Linked DNA regions of Mus musculus: region 1 is linked to region 2. Evidence: chromatin contacts called from public HiChIP or PLAC-seq data. All regions are on one chromosome and are shown on one strand. Each heading gives the region's core, a stretch centred on a gene start, on an enhancer-like site or on the middle of the called end of the contact. The rest is flanking DNA. Distances are from core to core; before and after follow the strand shown. Region 1 holds the start of Cacng5 (calcium channel, voltage-dependent, gamma subunit 5). Region 2 has its middle 49 kb from the start of Cacng5.

Region 1 (7,133 bases), core at 232-2,731, 47 kb after region 2:
TCGGGGAATCTAAACTCCACCAGAGCTCTGGAAAGCTCTTCACACTGCACATTGTCCCTCTCGGAGAACTAATTTGGCTTTCCTCACTATGTGGCCACCATCCCCAAGTCTAGTGTCTGAGGAAGCCGAGACAGCCCTGGACATTTCTGCGAATGGATACTGTCATGTGTGACCTTACTCTGTTCTCACAACTGACAGCCCAGCTTTACAGAGCCTCCAAGGGGCTCTGTGAATTAGCCAATGCTACACTGTTAGAGGGTGAGCGAATGGGGTTAGAGTCCATGCTTTCTATCACAGACTAAGGCCAGCCTCTTCCAGCTGTATGTGAACAGTTCAGCTACCATGCCCCCAAGCCCTCTCCCAGGTCACAAAACCCTGATGCCTCCAACCTGAGAACGGTTGGAATTTCTGCCACCTGTGTGGCAAGACCAAGTAGAAAGCTATCCATTTCTCAGCATCCTGAGAGCCAGCCTTGAGATGAGACTTGCTCAGCAACCACGGGAGGTACCTGGTATGGTTTTTAAATCCCTGTTCAGCCCCAAGATTTCATTTCACTTTAAAACTGCTCATATGTTGCAGCTCCATCAATTACCATGATAGGATTCCAGTAAAGAGATCCAGTCATTAAATGGGGGCACTTTCGAGTGGCTAGGGGAAAATATAGGGTACTCCTGGGGGGAGGGTTGGTATCTCACACAAAGCATAAAGGGAATCCCCATGCCTTGTGGTGTCCCACCACGGACCTTTATCAGCTCTGGGGCTTTTAGCCAAGCCCCTTTCTCCCATTAGCCCTCCCAGGCATCCCCTCCTGTCGCCTAGGGCAGACAGGAGGAAAGCAAGATAGGCAGAGCGGATGTCCTAAGATGGGCAGGTAACTTGCAGATGGGTGAGACCACTGGGAAGTGAGTCCAATCACAGATCCTGACAGCCTAGGAGAGTTAGGCCCTCAGAGACCCCACAGCCCAGCTCAACAGGTGGCAGAGGCCTTTACTATCCCGCATCCGGGTCATTTCTTCCAGTTTTACTCAAGTCTGTGGTGGGAAAGTGTGGCTTTGGCTTTGGAGTGGGCAAATTGCTCGAAAGCATCGGCAAAGAGGGGGCGTCATGATCCCCAACCCCTGCACACACACACACACACACAGAGAGAGAGAGAGAGAGAGAGAGAGAGAGAGAGAGAGAGAGAGCGCCTGCACGCCCCACCCTGCCCCTGGCTACTCAGTTAAGGAGGCCAGCTCAACGCAGTAGCATTGACTCCACTAGAGATAATCGCTTCCTGGACCCCCGATAAGGCGTGTGTATATCCCTCCTGCTCATCTTTGCTCTTACCTCACGGTCACGACCCCAGACTCGCCTGGAAGGTCCCTTGTGGGCTGCGCGCGGTGAAAGGTGCCGCGCTGCTTGCCGGACGCCCGCCCCGTCCGGTCCGCCGGAGCTGCTCTGCGCCAGCTACCGTGCGGGTGGCCGCCGCTGGAACACTGGACTAGAAGAAGGCGGGGTCTGGGGCGGGGTCTGGGCGGGGCCTGACTTCCCAATGCAGTCAGTTGCGGGTGGGCTTTGGGACAGAAGGATGCTGCCTTCCACCCAGAGGAGAACCCTTGGGGTGGGGAAGCGTCCTCGTGGAGGCTGTAGGTGAAGACTTTGGGGGTTGTCGTAGGAGAAGGGAGGCTTTCCAAACGAGAGCACCTGCCTTGAGTCAGACTTATCGTCCTGTGGCGGCCGCTGCAGTCGGTGGTGGAGAGATTATTCCAGCCCCAGCCAGTTGTTTATTGAGTTCTGAGGGCCAGACACTAGTCAAAACACTTTTCAGGTCTCTGGTCATTTGACCTTCACAACCTTCCCATTTCATGGATGCCAAGGGGAAAGCTCAGACCCAAGGGTGTTCCTGAAGACACACCACAGAACCACATCTGTAGCTCATAGCTGCCTGGCTCTGGCATTAAGCATTTCTTCCTTCTCTAAATTGTTACCTGGCTTCCGTGGCACCGTCAAACTTAATTTCACAGGTTTATGAAGCCCCAGACAATTTGCAGCTGGAGCCATGGTATGGTGAAGGGCGGCTATCCAGCCAGACTGGCTGGGAAGACATATGGCTCACTCTTTCTGGCTGGAACATCAGTCCACCTTCATGTCTCTGAAATGGCAGCTGGTAACTTTGTCCACACATGTGTAAACTTTGCACACAGTAGCATTTGCTGCAAGCTGGAAGCATGCCCTGCAGGGATGTAGGCTTGGGCAGTCTGGCCGCGGGCGTCCTCCAGCAACTTGACTCTTCTGTCAAGTTCCTTCAGGCAATGAAGATGGTTCGTGTGAATGTGTGCTCATGTGTGTGTGAGTTCATGTGTGGTGTGTGTGTGTGTGACACACATGCCCAGTGTGCACACATGTGCGTGCATGCATGCAGTTGGGATCTTGGTACTGGAACTCTGATTAGACTCGGCTGGTCAGCAAGTCCCAGGGATTTTTCCTGTTCCTGCTCCCAGTGTCTGGACTGCAAATATTTGCTAGCATTTTACCAACTCAGCTGTTTCCTCTGCCCAGTGGTCAGTGTCAGACACGGAGATATCAGCAGTGAACACATTTACCCCCAGACTATAAGACATCACTTGTACGAAAGCCCTTTATGGCTAAGGTTGCTTGATCCAGACCGTGGGTGGATACTGCTGTATAGAAACTGCACCACATACTATTGGTTCTCCCTGTGGTATAAGGATGCATTTCTCTTCCTCCTCTGGGCCCAGGAGTCATCAGTGTGGCAATGATGAGTTGATTGACATTCTCCTTGATATTATGAGCTTAGGCAGAAGGCTTGGCACAGAGCAGGTGCGAGGGAGGTGTTTGTTGAATGAATGTCTAAAAGTTGGATAAATTTTTCAAGAGACTAAAGCTGCCAAGGAGATAGCTGCTAAACAAACTACACTACAGGTGTGGTGGATCCGTGCCACAAAATGACAAAGAAGATCTGAGTTTGAGGCCCAGCCTGTTCAACACAGTGAGTGCCGGGATAGCCAGGGCTACATAGTGAGACTAAAGAGACATTGAATTCACAGAAATCCACCTGCCTCTGCCTCTGCTGGGATTACAGGCATGTGCCACCATGCCCAACTTTTTCTTTTTCCATTGAAACTCTTTACATAGGGCATTTCCAGGGATGCCCGTGGCTTCCTTCCCAGTCTGCCCAATGCAGTGTGCCCCAAGACTTGGTGACTGAGAGAGAAAGGATGTGGATTTGTTGGGATGTGATCTTCAACCTGAATCTGCCACCTAGCTAGTTGTGTGACCTCAGACAAAATTTATAACCTCTCTGAATCTCTCACTTCTGGGAAACCAGGGTATGGCTCGGGCAGTTGTACAACCCTTTCTTGGGAAGGCTGTGTTTGGTGTGTGTATTGATAAGCTTTCCCACGATGTAATTCATAATCACTTTGGCTGAGATGCTCTGCTATGTTTTGCACAGACTCCCTCCTCGCGGTGCGGCCAGAACTGGTGAGAATCTTGAGCTTCTGAGACCTTGTGGGTGAAGGATGTTGCACCTGACATGGTCTGTATGAAAGTTACTTATCTGGCCTTGAGATGCAGACCTGCAGGATGAAGAGCCTTCCAGTAGTAAGACAGAGGGCAGAGAGGGAGTTTGGAGAGGAGGAAGGAGTCAGCATAGACTGTGGACAGAACATAGGAAATTTCACCGAGGTTTGAAATGCAAATGGGCTGGGGTTGGATGGGTGTGGCTAGACAGCTGCAGACATAGATTGGGGTGGGGGTAGGGAGAGCTGTGTTAAAAAGCCTTTCTGGGGCTGGAGAGAAGGCTCAGCGGTTAAGAGCGCTGACTGCTCTTCCAGAGGTCCTGAGTTCAAATCCCAGCAACCACATGGTGGCTCACAACCATCTGTGATGAGATCTGATGCCTTCTTCTGGTGTGTCTGAAGACAGCTACAGTGTACACACACACACACACACACACACACACACACACATACACACATCACACACACGTGCGCACGCGCACGCACACACACACATATACATACATATATGTATATATATATTTATATTCTTTTATTTTAAAAAAGCCTTTCTGGTCCTTGAAGGAGTCTTGCCCTCAGGCTGGAAGACCCCTGAGCTGGCGCCAGGAAAGGAAAGGAAAGCATTCAGCCCTAAGCAGAGCCTCCATCCCTAGCTACAGCTCTGCAGAGCTGGCTGCAGATGAAGACAGGCCTGGAATGGCAGGAGAGGAAGTCTACTCAGAGGCTGCCGTTACAGCGGGGCTGGAAACGCTCCTGTTGACATAATGGGAAAATGGTGTAGGTGTGAAAGCCAGCAGCTGTGCTTGGGGACTTGGGGACTCCTGGCCTGATGAATAATGGAGCAGATCTCCCTCCCCGATCGCTTTTTTTGATCCTTTCAATAATTCATCACTCCCTGTTGGGTGAGGAGTTTCATGAAACACAAGCTTTCTCTGAATCCACAGCTGAGTTGAGCGAATCTGAGGCTCCACACGCTAGTTAGGTCTTAATTAGGAGCACCCTGCCACACTGCACGTGCATGTCGGCTTTGCCCAGTAAGCTCTGCAAGCATGAGGAAGAAAATGCCCAGTTATGTCCTGGGTAGGGGTGGGGCTTCCTGACAGCCTCCTCCTGGCCCTAGTGGATGGGGGTGGTGACAGATCCCGCTTTCAGGTGTCTGCTCTGTCAGCCAATTCTCTCTGCCTTCGGGATCATGGAGACAGGTGACATGATGTCTTCTGTCACCTGAGCTCTTGTATGTGATAACGAGCAGTCGGACTTCCTGGGTGACTTTTGATAGACACATGCCACGGGCAAAAGGCAAGCTGGTTGTTACCGCTGCCACAGAGTGTTTCCTGGTGTCTCTCTCTGCCTTGCCTTGTGGTCTGATGGTTGCATGGTGAGCGATTTGGAGATGGGCTAGGAATCCAAAGTCCAGGTCACAGTGGTGGCCAGTGTCAGTGATGGAGAGGCAGTGACACCTTTTTGGTGTCAAGGACAGAGGGGATCAACACTTATCTGTCAGGCTTATATATGTGTGACTTGAGACACATAGGCATGTCTATGTCTGTGGAGACAGAGAGAGGGAAGATGGCCCAGTGGAGTTGGGAGAAGGAGGGCAGGTAGGAGCTGAGTATAAGCACAGGCTGTCACCTGGGAGGGATGACTGATGCTATCATGAATCCCTATCTATCACTACTCAGGGCAATCACACACCAAGCGTGTTCTCTGTGTTAGCACACTTGATTCTAAAACCAAGGCTACCAGCTCAGACACCATCAGAGGTAAATTTCCCCAGAGATAGCCAGATGCCAATGTCCCAAGGGGAATGGCAAGTTCACACCCTGTTTGCATGGGCATCTCATGTGCTAAAAGGTGAGAGTGAAAACCACAATCTTCAGGCTGCTCTCAGAGACAAGGTCCCAGGAGCTGATCATAGCAGCAGAGCCCTGGAGGGTTCTGAGCCACACAGCTTAGGCTGGGGAAGCAGGGAAGGCCAGGATGACTAGGTCATTGGCCACAGGGCTTAAGGAATAGTAGGTTTCAAGAAGCAAAAATTCAGGACTGCTGCTGTGGCCCAGGGGGTAGAGTTCTTAATAGGCAAACACAGTCCTGAGTTTGATTTCTAACTCTATAACAAATCAGGTATCATGGTGAATATCAATAATCTAACCACTTAGGAAGTGGAGGCAGGAAGATAAGTTCAGGAGTTCAAAATCATCCTTAGGCACATAAGTAAACTTGAGGTCATCCTGAACTCCAGGAGACTCATGAAGAAGAAGAAGAAGAAGAAGAAGAAGAAGAAGAAGAAGAAGAAGAAGAAGGAGGAGGAGGAGGAGAAGAGGAGGAGAAGGAGGAGGTGGAAGAGGAGGGGAGGAATAGGAGGAGAAAGAGATGGAGAAAGAGGAGGAAGAGGAGGAGGGGGAAGAGGAGGAGGAGGAAGAGGAGGGGAGGAAGAAGAAGAGGAGGAGGAAGAGGAGGAAGAGGAGGAGGGAGAGGAGGGGAAGGGGGAGGGGAGAGGGAGGCAGATGAGGACCTAGAAGGTAAAGCTGTGCTTTGTTGCTCACAGTTCTGTTTTGCCTGTGGAGTCTGCTCTGTAAGTGGCTCCCCTTTCCTCCTGTACTTAACTTTTCTGGGCCAGGCATGACCTGTGTTCTACAGAGACACTGGTATAATCACCCTTGCCCCAGTTCTTTTAGACCCAGCCACATCCCTCCTTTTTCTATCAGCCCAGCCTCCACTGTTTCCCACACTCCTAGCTACCCAGCCCTCTCCTTACCCAGCAAGTGCCTTGTTGAGGCTCCAGGCCCAGCAGGCAAAGAAGTGATTTCCTTTCTTGCACGGGAACATGTTCTCCCTTATTCTCAAGGCAGCATCCTGTGGAACCCGGGTGATGACATTGCCGCCTGCATCCCCACCTGGTGACTGGCACAGCAGCGCTCGTCGCCAGCATGGCTGTTCTTCATGTTCTCAGCTCTGTGCTCTCTGCCCGCGCAAAGGCCAGCTGTTCAACTTCTGCTCTCCCGCGTTGTCCCCTTGGTAACTAGAGGATTGCTTCTAAAACAGTTTCAAGGCCAGGGGAACCCATACACAAAATGAAGATGTCTCTCGATTTTAATTACAGAGAAAGTTACGAGGAATAGCTTAAAATACAGGCCCTGGGTGGAGTAGAATAGGCAGGGGCCCAGAACGAAACTTCAGCCGTGGGGTGCGAAGGAGAGCTGTCCAGTCAGCACCTGGACAGCTCCTAGCTGGGCTAATAAGCCAGGCAATTGGTAGCGATCTCTGCAGGGGAATTATAAACTCCAGATTAGTAGTTCTCAACCTTCCTAATGCTGTGGCCCTTTAATACAGTTCCTCATGTTGTGGTGACCCCCAGCCATAAAATTATTTCATTGCTCCTTCATAATTGTAATTTTGCTCATGTTATGAATCATAATGTAAATAGTTGATAGATGGCTCCCAGGGCTTGCCACCAAACAGGTTGAGAACCACTGTTCCAGGCTGTTCCTTGTTTTCACCTGAACTCTATAAAATTTGTCTGGTCACTCAGGCCTTGTGTCTCTTGGAGATGCCAACCTCATCTGATAAGAATAAATGAAGACACTGAGTGGGAGAGATGGCTCAGTAAGT
Region 2 (7,236 bases), core at 4,130-6,629:
GGGGTACCTGCTCTGCTCTAAGAAGCTTGGCAGTGTGTGTGCATGTGAGTGTGAGCATGCACCTGTGCATATGTGCTTGCCTGTGTGTATGTGTGTTGCTGCTATTTTCTTTCTTTGTTTGGGCTTTCCAATCCTCCTGCTTCAGTCTTCCTAAGCAAAAAATACAAGCATGGCTTGTCAGTAGTATGTTTTGTTTTAGCCGATTTGGAAGTGGTTTCTCATATAGATCAAGCCATATTAGTTAAGGTTGACCTTGAAACTCGTTCCTCCCTCTGACTCCTGAGTGCTGGGATTTATAGACATGCACCACTGCATCTGGTTATTGTGGTCCCTGGGGACTGAACCCAGAACCTCCTGTTTGGGAGGCAATCGCTCTCTCAACTGAGCTACAACCCAGCCCTCTAGGATGTTAAGAAAAAAATTATTTATTTTGTGTGTGCATGTGTGTGGGCAGACAAGTATCGTGGCACACCTGAGGAGGTCAGAAGATGGCTATGTGGGTTTTAATAATTACACGTTGATTTTCAATGTCAATCCGCTTTAGCAGCCAAACCATCCTGACGACCCACAGAGAGTTTTTAATTGTTTGAGGGAAACACAGAAGTGTCTGCCAGATTTCCACGATTAAACTATTTCTTGGGTGTGGCCATTTAAGGCTTGTATGAGTCTCTCCAGATATGGTCCAGGATAGACTGTCTTAGTCATTGTCTACTGCTGTGAAGAGGCACCGTTGACCACAGCAACTCTTATAAAGGAACATGTTTCATTGGGGCTGACTTACAGTTCAGAGGTGTAGTCCATTGTCTAATGGCGGCATGCAGGCAGGCAGACCTGGTGCTGGAGAGTAGCTGAAGAGTTCTATGTTTGGAACTGCAGGCAGCATGCAGAGAGAGAGGGGTGGGGAGGGAGGGGAGAGGGGAAGGGGGAGGGAGAGAGAGAGAAAGAGAGAGAGAGAGAGAGAGAGAGAGAGAGAGAGAGAGAGAGAGAGAGAGACTGGGTGTGGCTTGAGCATTTGAAACCCCAAAGCCCAGTGACACTCTTTTTCCCACAAAGCCATGTTTCCTAATTCTTTGTAGCCACTCCCTGAGGACTAAGCATTCACACATACGACCCTATGGGGGTCATCCTTATCCAAACCACCACAGGGACCTTCATGTCCTAGGGGCACAGGGAACACAGAAGGTTCAGAAAGAACAATATGGATAGTGAAATCACTACTTGGGTTGGGTCAAAGATGAAGACAAGCTCAAGAACAGCGCCTGTGGTAGGGCTGGAGAAACAAGGTCACAGTGGATATTGTTCCCATCCACAGGGGGACAGAACATCCATCCCCCAGGACAAGCGCAACTCCAGAATGGAATAGGGAATGGGGTCCATAAACGATTGCCTAATAACTACACCACTAGGTGTGTCTTTGGGCTTAGGAATAATGTGGGGGGAAAGAAATCACCAAGGCACTAAAGGTACCATTTGCCATTGGGAGTTGGAGCCTTTAGTATAAGATCTGTGTTTGGAATTGGGAACTTTTATGGAAGTTTCAGACTGTCTCGAGGTAAGATGGGATACACTGGGTATTAAGCTTGGTCCTAGGCCTTTGTTAGACAGAGGTCTCTTGGCTCCTCTAGGCTGCCATAAATGCCAAACACAGTAGGTGGGTGTCTGGGGATGGGACAAGGCTATTGAAATGACCACATCTTCTGCATTTCCAAGAGTAGACTTGCCTTATACCAATGCTTGACTGTGAAGGGAATCCTCTTGGCAACACCCCAGGCCAAGGACAGATGAAGGGAAACGGCGATGACAAACTGGCCACTAGAGGGCAGAGTGGTTACTTCTTTTCCTTATAGACCTGGGAAAGCTTTGAATTTGGGGAGAAGAAACGATTCTTGGATGGTACCCGTTCTGTGTTGAATATGCACATGTATTATGTGATAAGGAATAAATGCAGAGTATTGACTTCAGATCCCAAAAATCAATTTCCAATGTGCTTGTGCACATTGGCTAGCCATGTACTTATCACGTATGTGTAGGTGTATATGTGTGTGGTCATATGTGTGCCAATGGGGGGGGGGGCATGCAGAGGACCCACCAGAGTCCATTCTTTCTTTTCAGCACGTGGGCCCCAGGGATCAAACTTCAGTTGTCAGGCTTGGCAGCAAGCCACTTACCTGCTAAGTCATCTTGCCAGGCTCAACATTTTCTTAACAAACTAAATGAACGAGAAGGCAGGCTGTCCACATCAAGGTAAGCCACAGCCCCTAGCATTGGATGCTGGAGTCTGAAATCACACAGTGGGCTGGGGAGATAGTTCCATGGGTCAAGTAAGTGCCTTGCTGAATAAGCATGGAGGTCTTTAACATCTCTTTCCCTGCCTTTACTTTTCTAGGGACACTTTAAGGATATCCCAGGACACCCAGAGTCCCTGTGGCAAAATTTATCTGGTCCATAACTTATGACCTTTTAGCTGTGTGACGTTGGATTCCTCACTCAGTCCTTTTGTGAGACAAAAGACAATGGTGTGCATAGTTAGGCTAATCATGGAATGGGCACAGGGGGTCTGTCTAGTGCCTGGCTCTCCCGTCCAACCATGCAGCCCATATGAGGGCTACCATCAGCTTTGTCTGTGTCCCTTGTCATCTCTGTGGCCAGAAGACAGTGAGAAGGACAAGGGGACACACAGAAATGAAAGATGCTGTTTGTGGTCCATTCCTGCAGCTACCAGCAAGTGCAGGAGGCTGTGAAAGCAAGCCTGCTGATCTCATGAGCAGTCCCATGGCTCTTGGGAAGCAAACGATGGGAACAAAATGCCAAGCTGACAGGCCTTGGGACAGTGTCCTAGAGCTCAGCCCTTGAAAAAACGGAAAGGTGGGAAGGCACAGCTTCCAAGAGGTGAGCCTAGATGTAGTCCCGACTCGACCCCTAGGGGGTGCTATAGGCCGGTGAACCTTAGTAGTATTGCGAGTTGTTCTGATTTCAGTGCCTTTGTAGCAAGCTGTCTGTCATTGGATGTAGGCTGTCCAGGGAGGACTGAGGTTCCCAAAGGGAGGAGCTGTTGGCCGAGGGTTGTCTACTGACAGCTGTCTCAGCAGCCAGCTAGAAGTTGGGTTGCCAAAACCCTCACTGAGGGGGGTTCCGGGTATGACATGTGTCTACCAAACTATGACAATAATCATTAGCATCTTCACCATGGCCTCGCTGCTTGACTGTGAGCATCCTAGAGGGCCAAGGGTGAGCTTGACTGCTCTTATCTTCACTCCTGGCCCCAGCTGAGAGCCGGGGCTTGGAAAGGTCCTCCTAAGTGGCTACATGCCCGGTGGACTAACGGCGGCCACCTTTGATGTATATCCTCCCAGTAACAAGTTACCTTTGTAGTATCTAATCGAGAGGCACGGAAGGAAGGTGGAGGGTTAGATCACTGACCAGCTGAGGCAGAGGGAGGAGCGGACTATTGCTCTGTGGACCCCATGAGCTATCCTGAGCAGATCCTGGGGGATGTGTTACTGAGATTACATCTTCTTGACCCTCCCATCTCCTGGCCTGGACTTCCTGTTCTGACTCCAGCTTGCCAGGAAGCCAACTTATGCTTGAGACACCCCCCCCCCCCCACCTGCTCCAGTTCTCCTTCAGATAGCTGCCCTATGCAGGCTGGGGTAGGGGGTGGGGATAGGTAGGAGGGGGTAGTGGGGGGTACAGGTCAGGATGAGCAGGAGGCAGAGAGATCCCTAGAGCAGCCATGGTGTCACAGGCAGGTCCAGGTTGGGAACCAATAATCTGAAAGTCCAAAAAAAAAAAAAAAAAAAAAACCAAAAAACCAAAAAACAAAAATCAAAAAAAAAAAACCCCAAAAAACAAACAAACAAAAAAACCCCAAAAACCAAAAACCCACAAAAAAACCTGAGATGCTCCAAATAGTGACACCTTTGAAGATGATAGGAAACTCCATACCGGACCTTATAGTTGAAACTGGTTTCTTTACTACCACAAAGGGTGATATAATGTCACTAGTGGATACGACGCTAGCAGGCTTGCAACAATGCTGCACACAGGACCAAGGCTTTTATGTGACACCCACTGCGTTCTTGGCTGATCTTCGATTGTGGTGTAAAAATATCGCTGCAAATGTCAATAAGGTCTTATAGGTCACAGCGATAAGAAAAGGTGTTTACTTTTGTCAATAGCTCAGGAAGCCAAGCTACTGGGGAAGCAAGACTGTGTGACTGTAGAGTCTTTAATTTTTTTTTTTTTTTTTGGTTTTTCGAGACAGGGTTTCTCTGTATTGCCCTGGCTGTCCTGGAACTCACTCTGTAGACCAGGCTGGCCTTGAACTCAGAAATCCTCCTGCCTCTGCCTCCCAAGTGCTGGAATTAAAGGCCTGTGCCACCACTGCCTGGCTTAAATTTTTTTTTTAACTAGTTAATTAGCTGTGTGTGGCGGGGTGAGGAGTCGGGGTGTATGCTGTAGCATACATGTGGTTGTTGAGAACATCCTGTGGGAATTGGTTCTCTCCTACCATATGGGCCCCGAGTTTGGTGGTGGGTGCTGTTATCCCGAGTCATCTCACCGGCAGGAATATGGAGTCATTCAGAGGTATGAGTGACTGCTAGGCCTGGCCTGGGGAACAGAAGGGCACCCATGTGAGATCTGGGCTGAGCCCAGGGAGCTGAAGTTGGTGGAAAAATTTACGAGAGCCCCAAATCTCAAGAAAACTACCTTCAGGCTATGGGCATAAGATTATATCTAAGGCATAAATGGATTTTGTGTTTAGGTCCGAATCTCATCCCTGAGGTGTCGAGTTATGGACACGCAAATATTCCAAAATCTAAAATTAAATCTGAGATCCCAAACACTTCTGTCCCTGAGTGGTTCAGAGAAGAGATATCAGTCTTTACATTGATTGCAGCCCTGTCTCGAGGGAGGAGTTTGAGGGATGCCAGCCAGAGGAGCGTGTGGAGCATCAGGGACAAAGGGCAAAGAGCAAAGGTCAGGCAAACCCAGGCCTCCATATCTCGGAGTTGAGAGATTGAGTCAAATAGCTCCTCTTGGACTCCACGTGCATGTGGGTTGAATCGATGCGTAGAGGAGGCGTTGAAGCATTGTATTATCCCCCGCCATGTTTCCCAAGGAGACGGGGGTTTCTGGGAGTTGGCTGAGGGAAGAAGGAAGCTCCAAGGAACAGGGAAGACGACAGCCCTGTATTTAGGGGGTGAGCAAAAATGCACAGAAAGCTGCAGATTGAGCTACTGTACGGGGATAATTACGGCTGCTATTTTTGCGCGTTTGTTTAACAATGTTAATTTGGCGACAGCCTGGTATTATAACATCTCTCCCACACAGAAGTGGCTTTAGTTCCCAGTCACCAGATTCCATTTGCATTTTTCTCTGTAGGGTTTGGAGCAGGGAAGCTGGTGACTCACAGCTGCTGTGAATCCAGGAAAGGCTCTTCTCCCTGTGAGAATGGGGCTGGGGGTGAGGGAGGGAGGGGGCTAGCTCAGGGCAATGTCATCCTGTGACGGGGGAACCTGACCCAGTCCCAGCCTCCTTCTGAATGGCCTTCTAGCCTCATGGTGTGTCTCTTCTCTCTTGGCTTGATTGATTATTCTTCAGTCCTTCCTCCAGATCAGACTTTTGGAGAACTTGGGTTGTTTAATGTCCCTGGAGCACAGAGCCAGAACGAACGGCATGAATATTCATGAATTGAAGAGAAGATTGAAGAATGGCTTCTGGGGAGACCCAGGAAAATGTCGCTATTAGACTTTGTTGGACCCAGCTCAAATGCCTCTCTAACTGCGGACCTCATATGTTCACATGTGGGTACAGATCAGCTTGGGGACCAAGACAGAGAAACCTGAGTTTAGACAGGAGCTTCTCAGATAGTCGTGTCCCACCTCAGAAACAAAGGAGGAATGATATTGGAACATCACCATTTAAAAATCACTACAGAATAAAACTGGACTCTGCGTGTTAACCGTAGATAAATATATCACAGGGCCCATGAAAAAGTATCAGTACTTGGATCTGTGTTCAAGTAAGTGTCTAGATTCACACGCTAATTCGCAGGAGACAGAAGGATCAGAAAATCCAAATCACCAGCGGCGTGAGGACCTAGCCATAAAGCTCCAAGCTGTGGGGCACTCTACAGACAGACAGACAGACAGAGGGTAAAGAGGACAAACCCAGTGACAAGGAGAAATGCAAGAAGCAGGGCCAGGTATGGGAGATTCAGCCACAAAAGCATAGTTTAAATCACAGGGGAAGTCAAGCATTATCGTGGATATTTGGTGAATTATCCACAGTATTATAACAACATGATTTCATTAAAACATAAAGTCACATGATTATCATGCATAAAACCATGGTGTCATCTCCAGCACTGTCCCCCAAAATATTTTTCACTGTTTTCCATGTATTGTGGGCATTGTGAGGTGAAGGAACCCACGTTTCTTATAGATACACAGTGAACTCGTCGCAGGGGAATTGACCTGATTTTAAAGATTTGCTTCTAAGCAATCTGCAGTCGAACATGGTTGGTCCTCATTGAGGCTGGATGAGGGACAGGAGCTATCACTCAACTGCCTTTGTTACCAGTTAATTTTGTGTATGTGAAGCATATGTGTGTTTGCTTGTGTGCACGTGTGTATGTGTGCAGGTTTGTGTGTACATGTGTGAGTACAGGTTTGTGTGATCATGTGTGTGCAGGTTTGTGTGAACATGTGTGTGTACAGGTCTATGTAATCATGTGTGTGCAGGTTTGTGTGAACATGTGTGACTACATGTGGAGGTCCGAGTTTGACACTGGGTATCTTCTTCCATATATTTTGAGACAGGGTCTTTTGCTGAGCCCAGAGATCACTGATTGGCTAGGCTGGCTGACCAGAGAGCTCTGAGGAGTCTCCTGTGTCTGGCCTTCTCTATACAGCATTAAAGTTATTGAGGTATACCACTGTGCCTGGTTTCTTTCTCCAGTGCCAGGAATCTGAACTCAGGTCCCCATGCTGTGTGGCAGGCACTTGATTGAACGAGCTACCTCAATTGCCCCCCTCTTGTATTTTTGAACAGAGTTTGAAGGTTTCATAGCAAACATCACTTTTAAAACAATAGATTTCTTGTATACTTCAGGATTTGGTGTCATGCCAATCTAGCCTTCAGTCCTTGGGCTCTGGGAACCAGCTAAAGGATGCTCAATTTCATTGAGCCTTACCATCCCATCTCTACTATCTTTCTTTCCTGTCTCTGGGC

Evidence for each region. HiChIP or PLAC-seq counts read pairs in DNA pulled down with a chosen protein or histone mark.
Region 1: a contact with region 2 is called in an H3K27ac HiChIP or PLAC-seq map of neural progenitor cells, with 4 times the contacts expected there. The contact joins the promoter of Cacng5 here to the enhancer-like site in region 2. A contact is called at or near these places in 3 of 39 promoter capture datasets (HPC-7-derived erythroid cells, epiblast stem cells and hippocampal neurons), 13 of 484 Hi-C or Micro-C datasets (the HPC-7 cell line, LSK cells, the N1E-115 cell line and 8 more), 1 of 115 datasets of contacts at active chromatin or transcription factors (neural progenitor cells) and 2 of 9 other capture datasets (adipose tissue and pancreatic islet).

What each region holds. Positions count from the first base shown.
Region 1 is chr11:107,913,574-107,920,706 of GRCm38.p6, forward strand. It overlaps Cacng5 (calcium channel, voltage-dependent, gamma subunit 5), which reads right to left and starts at 1,482. Exons shown (of 6, transcript NM_001199301.1): 1 at 1,327-1,482.
Region 2 is chr11:107,862,417-107,869,652 of GRCm38.p6, forward strand. No RefSeq gene overlaps it. Among named protein-coding and RNA genes, the nearest start is that of Cacng5, 49 kb to the right of the region's middle. Within about 2 kb of position 5,380, at least 24 of the 459 cell types and tissues checked have an H3K27ac peak or open chromatin away from gene starts, as enhancers often do. A contact at or near this core is called in cortical neurons, forebrain and neural progenitor cells, where this site is marked.